Regions from separate parts of the Pan troglodytes genome. Here region 2 is linked to region 1. The links are chromatin contacts, called in public HiChIP or PLAC-seq maps. All regions are on one chromosome and are shown on one strand. Each heading gives the region's core, a stretch centred on a gene start, on an enhancer-like site or on the middle of the called end of the contact. The rest is flanking DNA. Distances are from core to core; before and after follow the strand shown.

What was found. HiChIP or PLAC-seq counts read pairs in DNA pulled down with a chosen protein or histone mark.
Region 2: a contact with region 1 is called in an H3K4me3 HiChIP or PLAC-seq map of stem cell-derived excitatory neurons, with 2.6 times the contacts expected there. The contact joins the promoter of ALDH3A2 here to the promoter of B9D1 in region 1. A contact is called at or near these places in 1 of 7 Hi-C or Micro-C datasets (induced pluripotent stem cells) and 1 of 1 datasets of contacts at active chromatin or transcription factors (stem cell-derived excitatory neurons).

Annotation. Positions count from the first base shown.
Region 1 is chr19:51,951,527-51,955,629 of NHGRI_mPanTro3-v2.0_pri, reverse strand. It overlaps B9D1 (B9 domain containing 1), which reads left to right and starts at 2,270. Exons shown (of 6, transcript XM_016932250.3): 1 at 2,270-2,486. The coding sequence starts at 2,424.
Region 2 is chr19:52,238,337-52,242,439 of NHGRI_mPanTro3-v2.0_pri, reverse strand. It overlaps ALDH3A2 (aldehyde dehydrogenase 3 family member A2), which reads right to left and starts at 2,148. Exons shown (of 12, transcript XR_010153252.1): 1 at 1,491-2,148; 2 at 1,183-1,372.

The DNA of each region.
Region 1 (4,103 bases), core at 1,021-3,520:
TGGAGCTTGGGACCCTGCAGGGGCTCTGGCCAGCTGCCCGGCAGCACCATGGCCATAGGCATGCAGGGAAGAGGGCTGGCGCTGACACCTGCTCTGCTCGAGCCAGCTTCCAGCCTCACCCCTGCCCAATGGCTGACAGCCCTGCCTGCCCAATGTGCTGGAAGCTTCCCTGAGGGGACTGCGTGGGAGTGTACCAGAGGACAGAGCTGTACTAAGAGTGAGGTGGGAGCGAGGAATGTCTAGGAGCCCAGGAAGGCATTTGGGGGTGGAGAGACTTGGCACAGGCACAGGCAGGGAAGCTCGGCAATATATGTTAACAACCAGCATGGCTGGACTGGTGCAGATCTGCTGGATGTCAGCTGGGCTGAGGGTCTGCCCCACCCCATTGCAGATCCCTACATCCCACCCCAAGAGCTGCAGAGTGTCCTGCTGAGATCGCTGCGTGTCAGCATCTGCAGAAACTACCTTCTCCTCCAACCTGACTGTCCTGACCTGAAGGACAGCCTGCCCAAGGACTTCTAGTACACCAGGCTCTCCACTGGGCCCTTGAACTGGTGGTAAGGATTCTAGCAGGCCCTATGCAAGCCCCTATGCAAGCCCCTGAGACCCCTCCCCTAAAGTCGCTTCTAATGCCACTAGACTTGTTAAAGTTAGGCCTGGTCACCCGCCCATCCTATCCTGGAGTCTTCCATTCCCCAACACCCAGGGGTCGGGCTTATTTGTACCCCTGAAGGCCACCCTAGAACTTCCCACCCCTTGGGGAGACTCCCCCATTATGTCCTATTTGAATGTGGGGCCGCCTTTGGTATAGCCAGGTCTTAAACTACTGGGAGCCCCCAGTTATTCGATAACTACAAGCATTTTGCTGAAAACTAACTTGTGTGCAATACCGAGCCTCAAAGGCCAAAGGGAGGAAATAATTGGGTGAGACTGATAGAATGTGTGGGAGAAAGCACTTTAACTGGAAAGAGATGGACACAGCGGGGGAAGAAGGGAGTATGACCCCCTCTCCAGGAGGGGAAATGGGCCCTGTCTTGGGCTCTGGGTGCAGCACTTGGGCCACCAGCCCACCCGTCCCCTCCCCCAGCTGCTCTTGTCAGATGTGTGAACTGGTTACCCGCTGCCTCCCTCCCCTGATCAAATATCTTTGCTCACCAGGCAGGGGGTGGTTCAGTGGGTGCAGGCTGGGCTGAGACTGCTCCTTCCCTCCCTCGTGCAGATGGTTGATGGGACTCCCCTAGTCTGCTCCCAAGCTAGAAGCTGCAGAATGTGATGACCTGGGGTCCCTGCTCGGAGCCTGGCCTCCCGGGAGTCTACACACCTGTGAATCCCTTCATTTCCTGGATCCAAGATAATGTCTCCAACGTCTCCTTTGACACCTCTGCCAACAGATGCTGTTGGGGCTGGCCCAGGACAAGACAGAGGCAGTGAGGGTTGTTAGCCTCTGGAGTCCTGGGTTTGAATCCTGACTTAGCTACTTACCTGCCTTTGCCATCTGAATCTGTTTCCTCCTCTGTAAAATGGAGATGTCTTCAATTATTCATTTATCAACAAGTTAGTAGTTACCAAGTGCTTACTCTGTGACAGGCCACTAAGATACAAGACTGTATCTTGACAGATTCGTGGATTTTGGCTAGCAACTCCCCTGAGCGCTGGCTGATTGGGGTGCCAGGCGCCGCCCGCTGCGGGCCTCAGTTTCCCCAGCTTCGAACTAAAGAGCGATGGCTTGGATGTAAGGATTCTTGAGGTCCCTCCCAAGTTTGTTTAATAAACTTTTTCGAGGGCAAGCGTCTCCAAGCCACAGGGGCGCATCCTTTTCACCTGCTTGGACGCTGCTTGGCCCCAGCTGGGGAGCCTCCTCCGAGCACCCGGCATTCCAGAGTTAGCCCCGACAGCTGTGGTCACGTCGCCCGTGCTCTGCAGCGCCTCCCTCCGCGTCCTCGCGGTGGGGCCACAGCGACATCTAGTGGCTGAATGTATTTTAAACACTCGGCTTGCTGCGGGCGTGAGTCGGAGCGCTGCTCCCCAGGACTCAGCTCTCATTCGCCTCTGCGCTTCGGCGGGGACGGGGAGCCGGGCCGAGTCAGAGTGAACACACACTCCCTGCGCGTGCAACTGAGTCGAGCGGTAGGGCTGGCTTTACCCGACAGGTCAACGCTCCCGCCCCAGGTCTCGGTCATACCTGCCCTAAGGAGGGGTGGAGCCTCGGTGTGGAGCCCCGCCCCTTGTGCCCCGCCCCCTTATAACGGCGCCCGTTCACTGCGCCTGCGCATGCGACACGCGCACTCGCGTGGCCTTCGCGAAGGTGTCGCTGCCAAGAAACGTGTCCTGCGCGCTACGCCGTCTGTTTCTAGGGCAACGCCGGCGTCTCTTAGCAACCGCGCGCGGCCTAGGTGGGTCCCCCCGGAACCCCCAGACCTGCCATGGCGACCGCGAGTCCTAGCGTCTTTCTACTCATGGTCAACGGGCAGGTGGAGAGCGCCCAGGTGAGCGGCCGTGGACCCCGCCGGGGCCCGCCCCCCAGCGTCCCCCGGGGCCCTTCCCGCAACCCCCCGGGCTGCCCTGTGGCCCCCGGAGAGCCACGTCATTCCTCTGAGCCTCTCGGTTAGGCGGGGGAGGGGAGCCAGCATTGGAGAGCTTGGCGCGAGGTTGCCCGGACCCTGAGTCCCGATGTGCAGGAATAGAAGCAGACCTCGAGATGTTGAGCTAGTACCGAGGTCACACTCGGGCAAGCCTGTGGGCCCTCGCACGGGTCATGCCCACTTGCTTGGATCACTGGCAGGAGCCTCCTGGGGTTAACGCGAGGAGCCGAGGCTTGGCCGAGTTTCCAGCATTTGCGCTGTGTCCCGTGTGGAGTTACTGTCCCGCGTTCTGAATCCCCAGATCCTTGAACTCGGGTTCGAATCCAACCATCCAACAATGGTGGTGGCCTGGAATTGACCCAAGGAAGGTGTGCCTGCCAGGCCCGAGGGACGCTATTCCCCATCCCCCTACACTTTAGAGGAATCATTTATTGTAAATATAAACCAACGCTCACCAAGTCCTCAATATGTCCCAAAGTCGGTGCTCCGCACTGGTCCACCCTTACAGCCTTACCAGATAGGCACTACTAACACCCCCATTTTACAGCTGGGGAAATATACCAAAGGAACTGGCCTGTCTGGGAATTGAACCCACGCCTATCTGACCTCAAAGCTTCACTACACTGTCCTTCCAGGCTGTTGGAGGTGGTGTTTATTATTATTTTATAATATTATTGTGAGGATTGACTGAGACAGTTTGGGTAAGGCTCTGACAGGGCCTGATGCTTTGTAGGTGTCTCCTGCCTTCCTATTTCATCAGGGATACTACATGCTCCCACCCTGTCCGCCTCTGCCTTAGCCTAGTGCCTAAGACCGTCTTTCCCCACTCTCCTGTCCTTTCCTATTAGGGGCTCTCGGCTGGGCTGAGTCACATGTGTCTGTGCTCTCAGCATCAGCGACCCCCCCCCGCCACACACACACTGACAGTCACACTGTTCCTCCCTGCTCTGCTCTCAGCACCTCCCTCTTTTCAGGGCCTCAACTCCAGCCTTGCATATGATGGCTTCCTGGGTTCTCAGACCTTTCACTTCAGCACCATTCCCTTACACCAGTGGTCCTCAACCTTTTTGGCACCAGGGACTGGTTTCGTGGAAAACCAGGTGGCGAGGGATGGTTTTGGGATGATTTGGGGACATTACATTTATTGTGCACTTTATTTCTATTATTACCTTGTAAATAATAATGAAATAATTATACAACTCACCATAATGTAGAATCAGTGGGAGCCCTGAGTTTGCTTTCCTGCAACTAGATGGTCCCATCTGGGTGTGATGGGAGACAGTGACAGATCATCATGCGTTAGATTCTCATAAGGAACATGCAACCTAGATCCCCCACATGTGCAGTTCACAGTAGGGTTCGTGCTCCTATGAGAATCTAATGCCGCCACTGATCTGACAAGGAGGTGGAGCTCCCGTGGTCATGCGAGCAGTGGGGAGCAGCTGTAAATACAGATGAAGCTTTGCTTGCTCGCCTGCTCCTCACCTCTTGCTGTGTGGACCCGTTCCTAACAGGCCACGG
Region 2 (4,103 bases), core at 899-3,398, 290 kb before region 1:
GAGACCCTGTCTCTTTAAAAAAAAAAAAAAAGTAACAATATTATCAGCAAACATACAGGAATATACTTACACCCTAAAACACTACTTAAAACTTTGCTACCACAGGCCAGGGGTGGTGGCTCACACCTGTAATCCCAGCACTTTGGGAGGCCCAGGCAGGCGGATCACTTGAGGCCAGGAGTTCAGGACCAGCTTGGTCAACATGGTGAAACTCCATCTCTACTAAAAATACAAAAATTAGCCGGGCGTGGTGGCGCACACCTGTAATCCCAGCTACTGAGGAGGCTGAGGCAAGAGAATCGCTTGAACCCAAGAGATGGAGGTTGCAGTGAGCCGAGATCGCACCACTGCACTCCAGCCTGGGAGACACAGTGAGACTTAGAAGCAAAACAAAACAAGCAAACAAACAAAAAAACCACACACACAAATCAAAACAATAAAAACTTTGCTACACAAAGCGTGCTTCCAAAAGAGGCATATGATATCACTGGGGACCTTGTTAGAAACTTGGAATCTCAGATCCCACCCCCGACATACTGAACCATAATCTGCATTTTAACAAGATCCCCAGGTGACTGTTAGTGCATTAAAATTTGAGGAGAACTGACCTAATAATACACAAAGTTATGAAGAAAAATTTGAGTGCAACTATAACTTAAAAACAAAACTCTAACAAAGAAACCATAAACAAAGCTAAAAGACAAGAAATAGACCCAGAGGCTGGTCTGATGGTAATGGGTTATTCAGAACTTATTAATATTACTGTTACTCAAGTTGGTATGCAACTCTCCCACTGCTAAATTTGGCTTAAAAAAAAAAGAAAAGAAAGAAACCCAAAGAAAGTATCCACAATACGGTAAACTGACAAATTACTTAAATCCAGAATATACAAAGAGTTCCTACACATCATAAGGAAAAGAACCACAAATGTAACAGAAAAATGGACAAGAATAGAAAAGGCAGAAAAGGAACCACAGAAGCTAGGTAACATATGCCCTTCTAAGTGCTAGAGGACCGGGAAAGTCTGCGGGAACTTTGGCTTTATCTGTATTGCTGGAGATCATACTCCCAGTGCTGGAGTAATTCGAAATGTAAAAGCAAAAACAAAACCCAGCCGAAGCTCCAGTCCACAAGGGCGCGGCGGGGGCCAGTTTCCCCACACCCCGCCGCACGCGTGCGTACCTTGCACAGGTCGGAGGCGATGGCCGCCAGGATATCCTTCTCGCGCTCCTGCACCATCCTCCGCAGGGCCTCCAGCTGCTGCAGCCGAAACCGCAGAGGTCGCGACCGGCCGGACAGGAACGCCTGTCGGACTCGCCGGACTTCGAGCTCCATGGCCTGGTCCTGCAGAGAACTGCACGGTCCGGGGGCGCTGGGGCGTGGGAGGCGGGAAGATGCAGGTGCAGGCCTCGCCTCCCTTCCCTTCGCCTCCCTCCGGGGGGTGTCTCCACCGTCAACCCACAGCCACAATTCACTCGCCCAGGGCTCACTCGCTCAGCCGCGACCTCCACGCCCGCTGAGTCCCACTGCCAGTCGGAGGCGCCGGGGGAGGACTGAGCTCGACCCAAAGCCTCACCCCTATTGGCCTGGGCGGCCCACGTGACAGCCGCTGTCCACGGCCTCGCCCACGCGGCCCCCGCCCTCTCCCCGGCTCTGGCAGCGGGCTGGATGAAGGGGGTGGAGTGAGCAGTGCGGGAGCCGAGCGCGGCCACGGGCCCGGGGGCGGCGGGGTGTAGGGATGGAGGGAAGGTGTTGGCCATCCTGCTGAGAGCGCCCTGGGGCGGCCCCAGAAAGGGCGAACAGGAATCCTGGAGGAGCAGGCGGAGGGCGCTCGGCTGGGAGTGGGCGCCCTGCCGGAAGCGCCCCGACTGCGACGGAGAGCCGTCTCCGCTCTGGCACGCTCTGAGGGGTTCCCTCCTCCATTTTGTGGCTCTTCAAACATGGCCAGATGGACGTAGTTGGAGGCCTAGCGCTCCCCATTCCGCTTCCCTGTCCCCTGCTCCTTCCTTCAGCGAGGAGCTGCCTCGACCGGCACTGACCGTCCCAGTTCCCTGGAGAGCTAGTCCCTGAGGGCGGGAAGCCGGGGTTCGTCTCCCGCGGAGCCGGGACAGCGGTCATTTCCTTCTTGCACAAGCATCATCCTCGCACGTCCGTTACTCAGAGCTTCTCCCCAGGCTGCATTTGCCTCGCTGCCCATGGTTCCGTGTTCCCGCTCCCAAGAGAGAACCCGCTGCCCTCAGGTTTCCCCCTCCCGCCTTATTGCCTTTCGGGCGAGAGACTTCAGCTCTCATCACTGTACTCAGCAGCAGTTGGCTCAGCTGATCGGTCCTGTCTTGTGGAAAGCTTTCTTTTCTTTACCATTTCCCTGCACTCTTCTGCACTTTTCTTTTTAGCTCAGTGGCCGGGTCCTCTGGGGTTCCTTTGCTGGATTTTTCTCCCCTTCCTGACCTCTCACTTGTTCAGGTGCCCAGGGCTTAGTCCGGGGCCCTCTTTTCACAGCCACTCCCTCATGTAATCCCATGAATAGTGCTCACAGAAGGCTCTAATCCCAGCCTTTCCTCTGAACTCTAAAGGGTATATTTGTGAAAAGAAAATAACTCGGGGCCCTGGCCCAAATGAACTCTCCGCTTATGTACAAAACAACAAAAACCGTGGGAGCCCAATTCACTATGCCAAAAGGAAAAAATTAAGCAAAAAGCTGAGTCATGCAAGAAACTGCCTTTCTCTATGTCCCTAAGCAGATAGCTACAGATAAAAGGTTAAATGTCCCCACAGGTAGCTGCTCTGTCCTCACCTTATCTTACTGAAGTGCTGATTTACACAGCAGGAGGCAAATACATAATTGACTATTCCCCTGCCTGTTCCTTTTTCTATTTGTGCAATGTGTGGATTCAGTAATGACCATGTTCTCCCTCTTTCCCCTCCAGCCCGCTCCTCCCTTTTAAATATTGAAGCCCTCAAAATCATCTTTAGATGAAGGCACAGACCTCCCTCCCAAGCATGTCCTTAACCTTGGCAAAATAAACTTCCAAATTGATTGAGAGCTGGTTTTGGTTTACAAGCTGGCAGCCAAAGGAAGTGACTCAGTGGAGGTGGCCCTGACCTTTGACAAATCTATCAGTGCTTGGTACCAGCTTGGGCTATTTTTATTGCTCAAACAGGACAATTTGCTGAGGCCTGGGAGCTCCCCACTCCAGAGAATCCCTGATGTCCCAAAATTTGGTTGAGATCTAAAGTTTATTTTGCTGTACACCTCTTTGTCTGCAGTTTTACTTACTCCCAACAAAGAAGGTGCGTTTTCCTGCCTCCCTGACGATGGAGGGGAGGCAACTCCTTTCTGGAATTTCATCTGGCTTCCAGCAGGGAAGGTGAGTCTGAGTTTTTTTTCTCCCTCTAAAATGCTAAAAGAGCAGTCTTGAGCCTGGACCCTATTCCTAGGTAAGCACCTGAATTGGAGTTTTGTCTTGGAAACTCTCCTTGGTGACTAAAGTTAAGATTAGCAACCAGCTGGTCTTAATTTCTCCTTACCATTAGAGCGCTCAATAATACAAATTGTGCGATCATTTCTTTTGCTTAACTGTTTCTTTGTTTGTTTCTGTTGTTGTTTTGGTCTTTTTCCCATTGGGTTTGACCAGCTCTACTTGACTTGGTCAAATCTGAAGGAAAGTTGAAATTATGGAGAACAAGGTCTTTGAATTGGCTAAATTACCACAGCTGAGGGGAAAAAAAATGAAAAAGAAAAAACAGGCCGGGCATCCTGATGGTTTCCCTGCTTCTACTCTTTCGGGTTTTTTTTTTTTTTTTTTTTTTTTTTTGAGACAAGGTGTCACTCTTGTCACCCAGGCTGGAGTGCAGTGGCCATGATCATGGCTCACTGCAGCCTCCAGCTCCCAGGCTCAAGTGATTCTCCCACCTCCACCTCCCAAGTAGCTGGGACTACAGGTTTGTGTCACCATGCCTGGCTAAATTTTTTTGTATTTTTTGTAGAGATGAGGGCTTGCGATGTTGCCCAGGCTGGTCTCCGACTCCTGGGCTCAAGTGATCCCCCTCCCTCAGCCTCCCGAAGTGCGATTACAGATGTGAGCCACCTCGCCGGCCCCCTG